2 separate regions of the Anas platyrhynchos genome follow, and region 2 is linked to region 1. The links are chromatin contacts, called in public Hi-C maps. All regions are on one chromosome and are shown on one strand. The core of a region is the stretch at or near the end of the contact, and the rest is flanking DNA. Distances in the headings are between cores, read along the strand shown.

The links. A called contact is a pair of places that touch in the nucleus more often than the background predicts.
Region 2: a Hi-C map of F1 follicle shows a contact between it and region 1, with 4 times the contacts expected there. The contact joins the enhancer-like site here to the promoter of LOC101789531 in region 1. A contact is called at or near these places in 3 of 8 Hi-C or Micro-C datasets (F1 follicle, liver and subcutaneous adipose tissue).

What each region holds. Positions count from the first base shown.
Region 1 is chr7:13,904,174-13,907,735 of IASCAAS_PekinDuck_T2T, forward strand. It overlaps LOC101789531, which reads right to left and starts at 2,199. Exons shown (of 9, transcript XM_005017512.5): 1 at 1,686-2,199; 2 at 647-762. LOC106016410 (a long non-coding RNA gene) reads left to right here. Exons shown (of 6, transcript XR_005266971.2): 6 at 1-157.
Region 2 is chr7:14,180,206-14,184,075 of IASCAAS_PekinDuck_T2T, forward strand. No RefSeq gene overlaps it. Among named protein-coding and RNA genes, the nearest start is that of GLI2, 22 kb to the right of the region's middle. Within about 2 kb of position 1,671, at least 1 of the 8 cell types and tissues checked has an H3K27ac peak or open chromatin away from gene starts, as enhancers often do.

The sequences.
Region 1 (3,562 bases), core at 949-3,448:
GGCAGAGGGAGAAAATACAGTTCCTGCTTCTCACACTTGAAGCTGACAGAAATGAGAAACTTCCACCATGTTCACAGGGCAGTCTAATATGTGTTTGGCCTTTTGCCCTTTCCTTGGAAGCAATCTGTAATCTTACCACTGGAAATAGGTCATTCCAGTACATGGGTCATCACCCCCATCCCTCAGAAAGAGCAGTTTTCGATGTTCCTGGAATTGTGGGATTTCACAAGAGCTTTACGAAATTTACTGGTTGGATTTCTTCAAGACAGAGCAGGTAGATGGCCAGGAGATTCCAGGTAATACATCTATATGCACTTAGGTGTGACTAAATGCATCTTTTTGACAGCTCACGGACTGCCACTGAAGCAGCTTCTAAATACTGCATTTCCTACAGGAGACTCTACTTTGCACTAAAACACAAAATTTTCGAAGTTAGGGAGAATGTGGTTGACAGTGGCTGCCCTCCTCAGGCATGAATTCGTGTATTGTGGTATATATGTTACAGCTGACCGTATCAATGAAAAGCTATCAACTTTATTACTAAAATACCTGCGCTGAATTGTACATGCTTATTGTTTATATTCCCTAACTGAGGAAAAGAAAGCCTAATGTAACACTCAGCAACATTCTCAACTAAATAACCTACTTCGTGGAAGGCAGACAATGTGCTTTTCCTGTTCCAAAGACATTTTGCCCTTAGACAAGCATGGAGAAAGGGGTAGAGAAGATGCACAAGGTTGTGAGAATGGCAGAAGCTGTAACCTGAAAAAAAGAGAAAAGAGAGGGCATTTGGCAATGAAAATAATAAAATGTTCCAGCTGGCAAATCTTAAAACATCCAGATATCATGTCTGAATCGGAACGAATTTAGATGATACAGTATGGGAAAAGTCATGAAAGACTTCATGACTTCTTCGTGAAAAAGCATCAGACGGCACAACTGGAGAGCCTGTCAGTGCAAAAAGGATCCTTTATAGGGAAAATAAATTAAACACTCAGGTGAGAGATGGCTGCATGAAGACAGATGATACGATTGCATAGCTGGAATAGGTTGCGTTCAGAGGAATAGTTAGATTTCAGCCTGTCAGTGAAAAATAAATGGTGTCAGGCAGGCAAAGGGTAATGACTGTGCTGCCTCACAATAACCTTGATGCCAACAGCTACTGGGCTGCACCAGCAAATGGAAAAAATACAAACCCACATAATTTCAATATATAAAGAAGACAGAAAGCATATGAGTAACTTTACACACGCACGTTGACAGCCCAAATTCAAATGGAATTACTCATGTGAACAAAACCAGTGATACGCATGAGCCTGCACAATGTAGCCTAGATACCAGGGTAAAAGAAGGACCCAACTCTTTTGTTAGAAGCCTGAAAAAAATGTTTTGCAAGCTGTTTTCATATTCAGCCGCAGAATGACAGGGCCCATTTTTGACCGGAGCCTGCCTTTCTGAGAACCCCTCACTCCCAGCTACCGTGGTCCAGCATTCATCCCAAGCCAGACCCGCTCTGGCTCGGCCTTCGGATGCTTGCATTTCTTTGTCTTGCGCTTGGCGTTTTTGCCGCTTTAGGGTTTTATTTTTTTTTGGAAAAGGGCTGTGGGGGGAGCCTGCCCGCAGCCCCGCCGCTGCTTCCCTCGCCCTTCCCGCACCGCCCGCGGCCCGGGGGCAGCGCTACTCACCGCGGCCTCGGCGCAGCGAGGAAGGGGCAGGGGAAGGGGCTCCCCGCCGCCTGCCCCCGGCTCTGCCCGCAGCCCCCGGGGCTCCCCCTCGCCTCTGGCCGGGCCGGGAGCCGCAGCCGGGGGGCGGGCGGGAGGCGCGGCCCGGCCCAGGCCTGCGCGGCCTGGGGTTGCCGGCCGGGGGCCGGCGGCCGCCATCTCAGGGGGGGCGGTGAGGGCTGGTCCGGGCCCCGTCAGCAGGGGGGCACGGCACCTGGTGGCTGTTCTCAGCACAGCTGGGGACGGAGTTTGGGGGTTTATGTTGTATTATTTTTTTTTTCTTTGTTTGTTTTTGTATGCGCTTCCAAGCCCTTTTAAGTCAGCCTTTAGCCCCAGATCCTCTCTGCGAGCTTGCCGCGGAGCCGCGGTCCCGCTGCTTGCTTGGGCTTGTGGCCTTGGCGTCCTGCGCGGCTGCTGCAGCCTCCATGGTTTCTTCTTTCCCTTTATTTATTTTGCTCTCTGTTTCTCCTTTACAGCTACGTGAGGCTTCGCAAAACAATCGGGATTGAAACTCCCCCGCCCACATGTGCCTCTATTTTCTACATTGACGTGTTTTCCTGCTTTGGGGCGAGGCTACTGCTTCTTCATTAGTATTGTGCCTGGAAAAAAAAATATTACACGTGTAATTGTTTTTTCAAGTTATAAGTGGAGGCCAATAAATACACCCAGCCCAGAGCAATGCAAAGCACGTGGCCTGGGCTAGATGAATAATATGAGCATCTTCAATTAAAATTTACAGTATGTGCCAGTATGGTGGTAATGTATGCTGCTGATTTTTATTTTTTTATGCTAGTTCTTCTGGAGTTGTGGAGAGGCTGGACCAGAGCTTCAGTGCAGAACTTTCCCCAGAGCCTCTTAATTGCCTCCTGCTAGGGATTAAAAACAAAACAAAACAAAAAAACAAACCCCAAAACAAACCCACACATCTTTCATAAAAAGAAGTCTGAGATCATTAGCTAACATTTGGAAGTCCCTCAAATTAACATGCGTGAAGGACTGTGGCCAAACTCCCACTGGCTCCCATAAAAGCAGTAATCAGTCCTTCAAGCAAGATTCTCTACAAAATAACACCCAGAAGCCCCTGCAGAAGGGATTTGCCAATCTCACCATCTGACTAGATTAAAAACAGCAGTAACAATGTGATAATTGACAGGAGAAACTTCCTTGACAAGGAATGAATCAGTGTTTATTTTTAGCATTTTCCCCCAATGCTTTATTTAAACGAAAGATTAACTAATTATTTCCGTCATTATATCGTCCTCACTAGCAACAGAAGGTGGCAGATCCTTATGTGTCTGCTCAGTTGCTGCAGAACGCGAGCAGCTCTGTTACTTTGCTTCAGCTCATCCTTTGAGGTCTGTGAGTGCCCTGGCCGGATGTGTTGTGCCAGCTGCCCTTTTTCTTTCTACAGTAGTCTGATTGACCTGGAAAGTATCGGGGCTCCGCTTGGCCTCACCCTTAAATTTAGTATTCCCCCCCATCAGTGTTGTTATTTCCTAAATGGTAAGCCTTAAAAAAAATCTTCAGAAAATGGAAACTAATTTTCTGTGTGTTCCACCTTTGCTCCAGTGCTTTATTTGAAAAACAGGTCAGCGTTAATCCTGTCACTGCAGCTGCCCACTGCAGCCTGTTGCAATGTCAGGGCACTTGCATTCCGAACAGATAAAGCGGAAAGGAGCCAGCAATAAAATCTTATCTGGGAGAGGGCAGCTCACCTGAAAATTGGGCATTTGTTACAGGACAAATGCAAGGAAACTGGTCATAGTCCCAGTGACACCAAATAGTATCTGTTTCTGCTCATAAGCCTTTAAGTTCTGCTTTGTTTTGAAACGGGGGACTTG
Region 2 (3,870 bases), core at 421-2,920, 280 kb after region 1:
TATTTATTGTGCTGAGTAATGCCATTAACACATTCCAAATCGATCCATCAAAGAAGTCAGGCTGGAGAGCCTGCTCAGTGGCAGCTTCAGGTCAAATATTTAGGTGGGGCACTGCCGTTCACCTGAGCACTACGTGAAGCTGTTATTGAAGAATATTGCCTAAAATACCCCTCTGGGCTCTGCTGGAGTTGCTGGCCCATTCCACGAAGTCAGCCAGCTGCTCCTTTTAGAGCCCCCCTCTGAAATGTGAACACAGGACAGTGAAATTGCTGTCTCGCCAGATCATTCATCTGGAAGAGACATTATTAATAAGGAGCGATAGACTTCCCATTGAATCGGGATGAAGGTATGTTTATTTTATCAGTGTTTTATTTTCTCATTTTTTGAGTACAGTGCTGAGCCTCTGAGCGCAGCCTGGTGGAGGCTGAATCTTGCTTTAGGGGAAGCTTATGATATTGACTTTTCCAATGGCTGGAGTGAATGTTGGCAAAAGCTGTTCCTTCATGTGAGGGACACCAAAGTAGTCAAAAGTTACAGAATCAGATAATTCCCTGTGATGTGTTAGAGATATGAGGGGTGCTGTCAAGAATTTGTCAAAAATTAATTTGGAGTCCTTCTGAAGCTGTGGTTGACAAGGGACAGCTGTTCGTTTCCTAAAAAAAAAAAAATAAAAAAATAAAAAAATCTATGAAAAGTAATTATTTTGTATAGAAATTATTTCTATCTATATATTTTGCCTCATGCATCATTGAAATTATGCTGTGGGTTCCTCTAGATCCTGTTCACTTCCAGCTGTGCATCCTCTTTGGGCTGTAGGTACTGTGGTATTTCACGATCCACCCTTTGGGAAAAGGAAAAACAGCCCCTAACAGGAGTCCCAGCTGCAGGAGGGCTGGGCGAGCTGGAAGGCTGACTCATGGGGGAGAACGGGAAGAACAGGACCACAGAATGACAGTGTCCCTGGTTACCAGGGCAACACTCTTAAATTGGAGTATTTCTTTATTTCAATCAGAATATTTGTTTTCATTTGAAATATTTTGATACAGGTTTTGTGGTTTTGTTTTTATTTCTCCATAAAAATGTAGATTTTTCAGGGGAAAAATATTTTTTTTGTTGGTGATGGTGTTCGTTTTTAAGTCAACATTTTTTTTATCAGTCTTTATAACACGCCGGTTTGATTTGGAAAACAATATGGTAACCATCATCATCTTCTCATAATCATCGAGCCTTTTGCATAACTTAATAGAAACACAGATATCACTGATCAGGTCTGGAGGGACTTAGAGAAGTTCTCTGGTACAGAACAGGGTCAACTACACTCCCAGGAGGAATATGGTTGTAGAAAAATTCCCATTGTGTAGTTTCACTAGTCATTTTAGGTGACCTTTTAGTTTTCTTCCCTACCCCTACAGTTATTAAGCGTTGTTACCAATCTAATTTTTGCCATAACTATCAAGCAATTAAATAGAAACATTGACTTTACTCTGTACAGCATTCTTCTGATCATTTACAGACCACTGTATCTTCTCAGTGTCTTCCTAATCCAGTAACGTCAACATTGCGTCCTTGGTCAGAGGTCTATAATCCGTGACCTTCATGCTTGTTCTCCTCAGACTCCGTGTCTTTCTTAAGTGTAATGCCCGTAGTTCCCATGAATAGACTTATCCCAGCATGCACATTTCTGATTGCAGACAAGATCCTACTTTTTAAGCAATAGCTGCATCCTTTACTTTGAGCTGAACAGATATCTCACTATATCCAAAACTGTGTGTTTAAACATATTTTACTCTTCATGCCTATATAACAACAATATTTTGACAATGTAATTCGTCAGTAGCGTCCTCCTGTTAAGAGCTATCATCTTTAATCTGAACAAGTGATACAAATCTTAAGTACTCATAACCCTCTTGACTTCTTCATCGAAGATCATCTTACGTAGCCTTCACACCTGCCATTTCTCTGGCATTTTCCTCCACAGTATCCATTTGATGCTCATTAGGTTTTCAAGTTATTTTCCCAGCTTTTTAACTGTGTGTGCAATCTTGTATTCTAAATAAGGTTGTTTATCCCCCATGTGTTTCAGTGAGTATTTTGGTAACAGTACACATGCAGGCGATATATTTGTCCTACACATCTTTGTCCCAGCATTCTGCAGTTCCTTCCCACTCGTGCCTGAAAATTGGAGTACACAATTTTTTTCCTTCATCTCATCATTGTTGTTGTATTTTTTTTACCCTCTAGCATTTTTAGAACATAACATATTTTCAAGTAAGTAGTGTTAATTATGTAACAGCAATTTATCTCAGATAAGATCTTTTATTTTTGTTGCAATTTTGCAATTAGAATCTAGAAAATTTCAGGCTTTGAACCCTGCCTTTTATGTCAAGTTGTCTGCCCACAACTGATGAGTATAAGTATCTTATTTGCCTCAGAAAAGGAAGTGAAAAAAGTGCCATCTGCAAATTTATTGGGAATTTAAATATCTTGGAAGTATGACTGAAGGAATAGATCATGGAGAAGTCAAAATATTATAGTCAAAGTGTTGACCTATAATAGTGACCACAGAGTACTTTGATTCAACATTTTAAGAATCATGAACAAAGAACATTAAAACCAAAAGCAGATCTTGCTTTAGGTACACCAGGATAAGGCAACTGGCCAGTGTCTGATGGGCAGACTTGTATGGCAGGAACCTATACAAAGTCTTTTTGCTCGTGCATCAAAATCCGTCATGGTTCTTTGAAAGGTCAGCAAGCATGCGGATAAGGAAAAGCCAATTCATATATACTGCTTGGATGTCTAAAAAGATGGATGTCTGGGACTTGTGCTGTTCAACACGCCAATGACAGATCTCGAAGAAATTAATTGTTAGGTGACAAAATTTGTCAGTACAATAGAACTGGAAAAGGTTTGTAAAAGGACAATGGGGATCATCAGATATATAGAATGGCTTCTGTACAAAGTGGTTTTTCATATAGTGTAAAATTAATGCAGAGAAATCCTTGCTGCAGGATGTTGTGGATAGGTTCAAGGACAGGCTAGGCAAGTTCAGGGAAGTGTAATTAATTGAAGTTTATTAAATAGACAGAAACAACCTCTAGTTGAGCTACCATAAGCTAGAAATGATTGGAGCTTATTCTTTCCTAGGTATCTTCTTTTTTGTGTGTCCTGGACATATGGGACTTGATTAGATAGACCTCTGATCTGACCCTGATTTCACAGCCACTCTTAAATTCTAATTTAGTTAATGCACCATGCACTTGATCCAGGTGGACGGTAGGACTTCACATCTCCTAAATGCGCTGCTTGCATGCAACTCCCTATTTAAAAGGACTTCACAAATATTTTTTTTTGTTAGGGACCTGAAACTACTGGGGACTAGGTGCTCTATTGCTTCACTAGAAGGGCTCAATTTCTAACCTCAGTGCCAATTACCGTAGACACTTTAGTGCTGGGCAAACAAGCAAATTTCATTCCATATTCCCTATGTACCTTCCTACAAGCGTGGATGTTGTATCATCTCTAGGTGATGTTATGGCAGAGGCACAGAGCAAGCCTGCTAGCTTTCTCAGTACTGCTACTCTTCCCATGGGAAGAGCTGTAGCACTCTGCTTTATACATTTAATCTTATGGAAAGTACCTCTTTCCATGTTCAGCTAGCTCTCACCATCCTCTGGGATATCTGAGTGTAACAGCACTACTGCAGATCCTAGCTTAGGTATTTTGTCTGTGTTGGTAGAACACCATAACCCCTGTCTTCTTTATGAACTTTCATGGCATTGCTGGGCTATGGAGGATATTCCTCACTCCGCTGGATCTATCCCTGTCAGAGAAGACTCTTCTCATCAAACTGATCAACTGACAAATAGA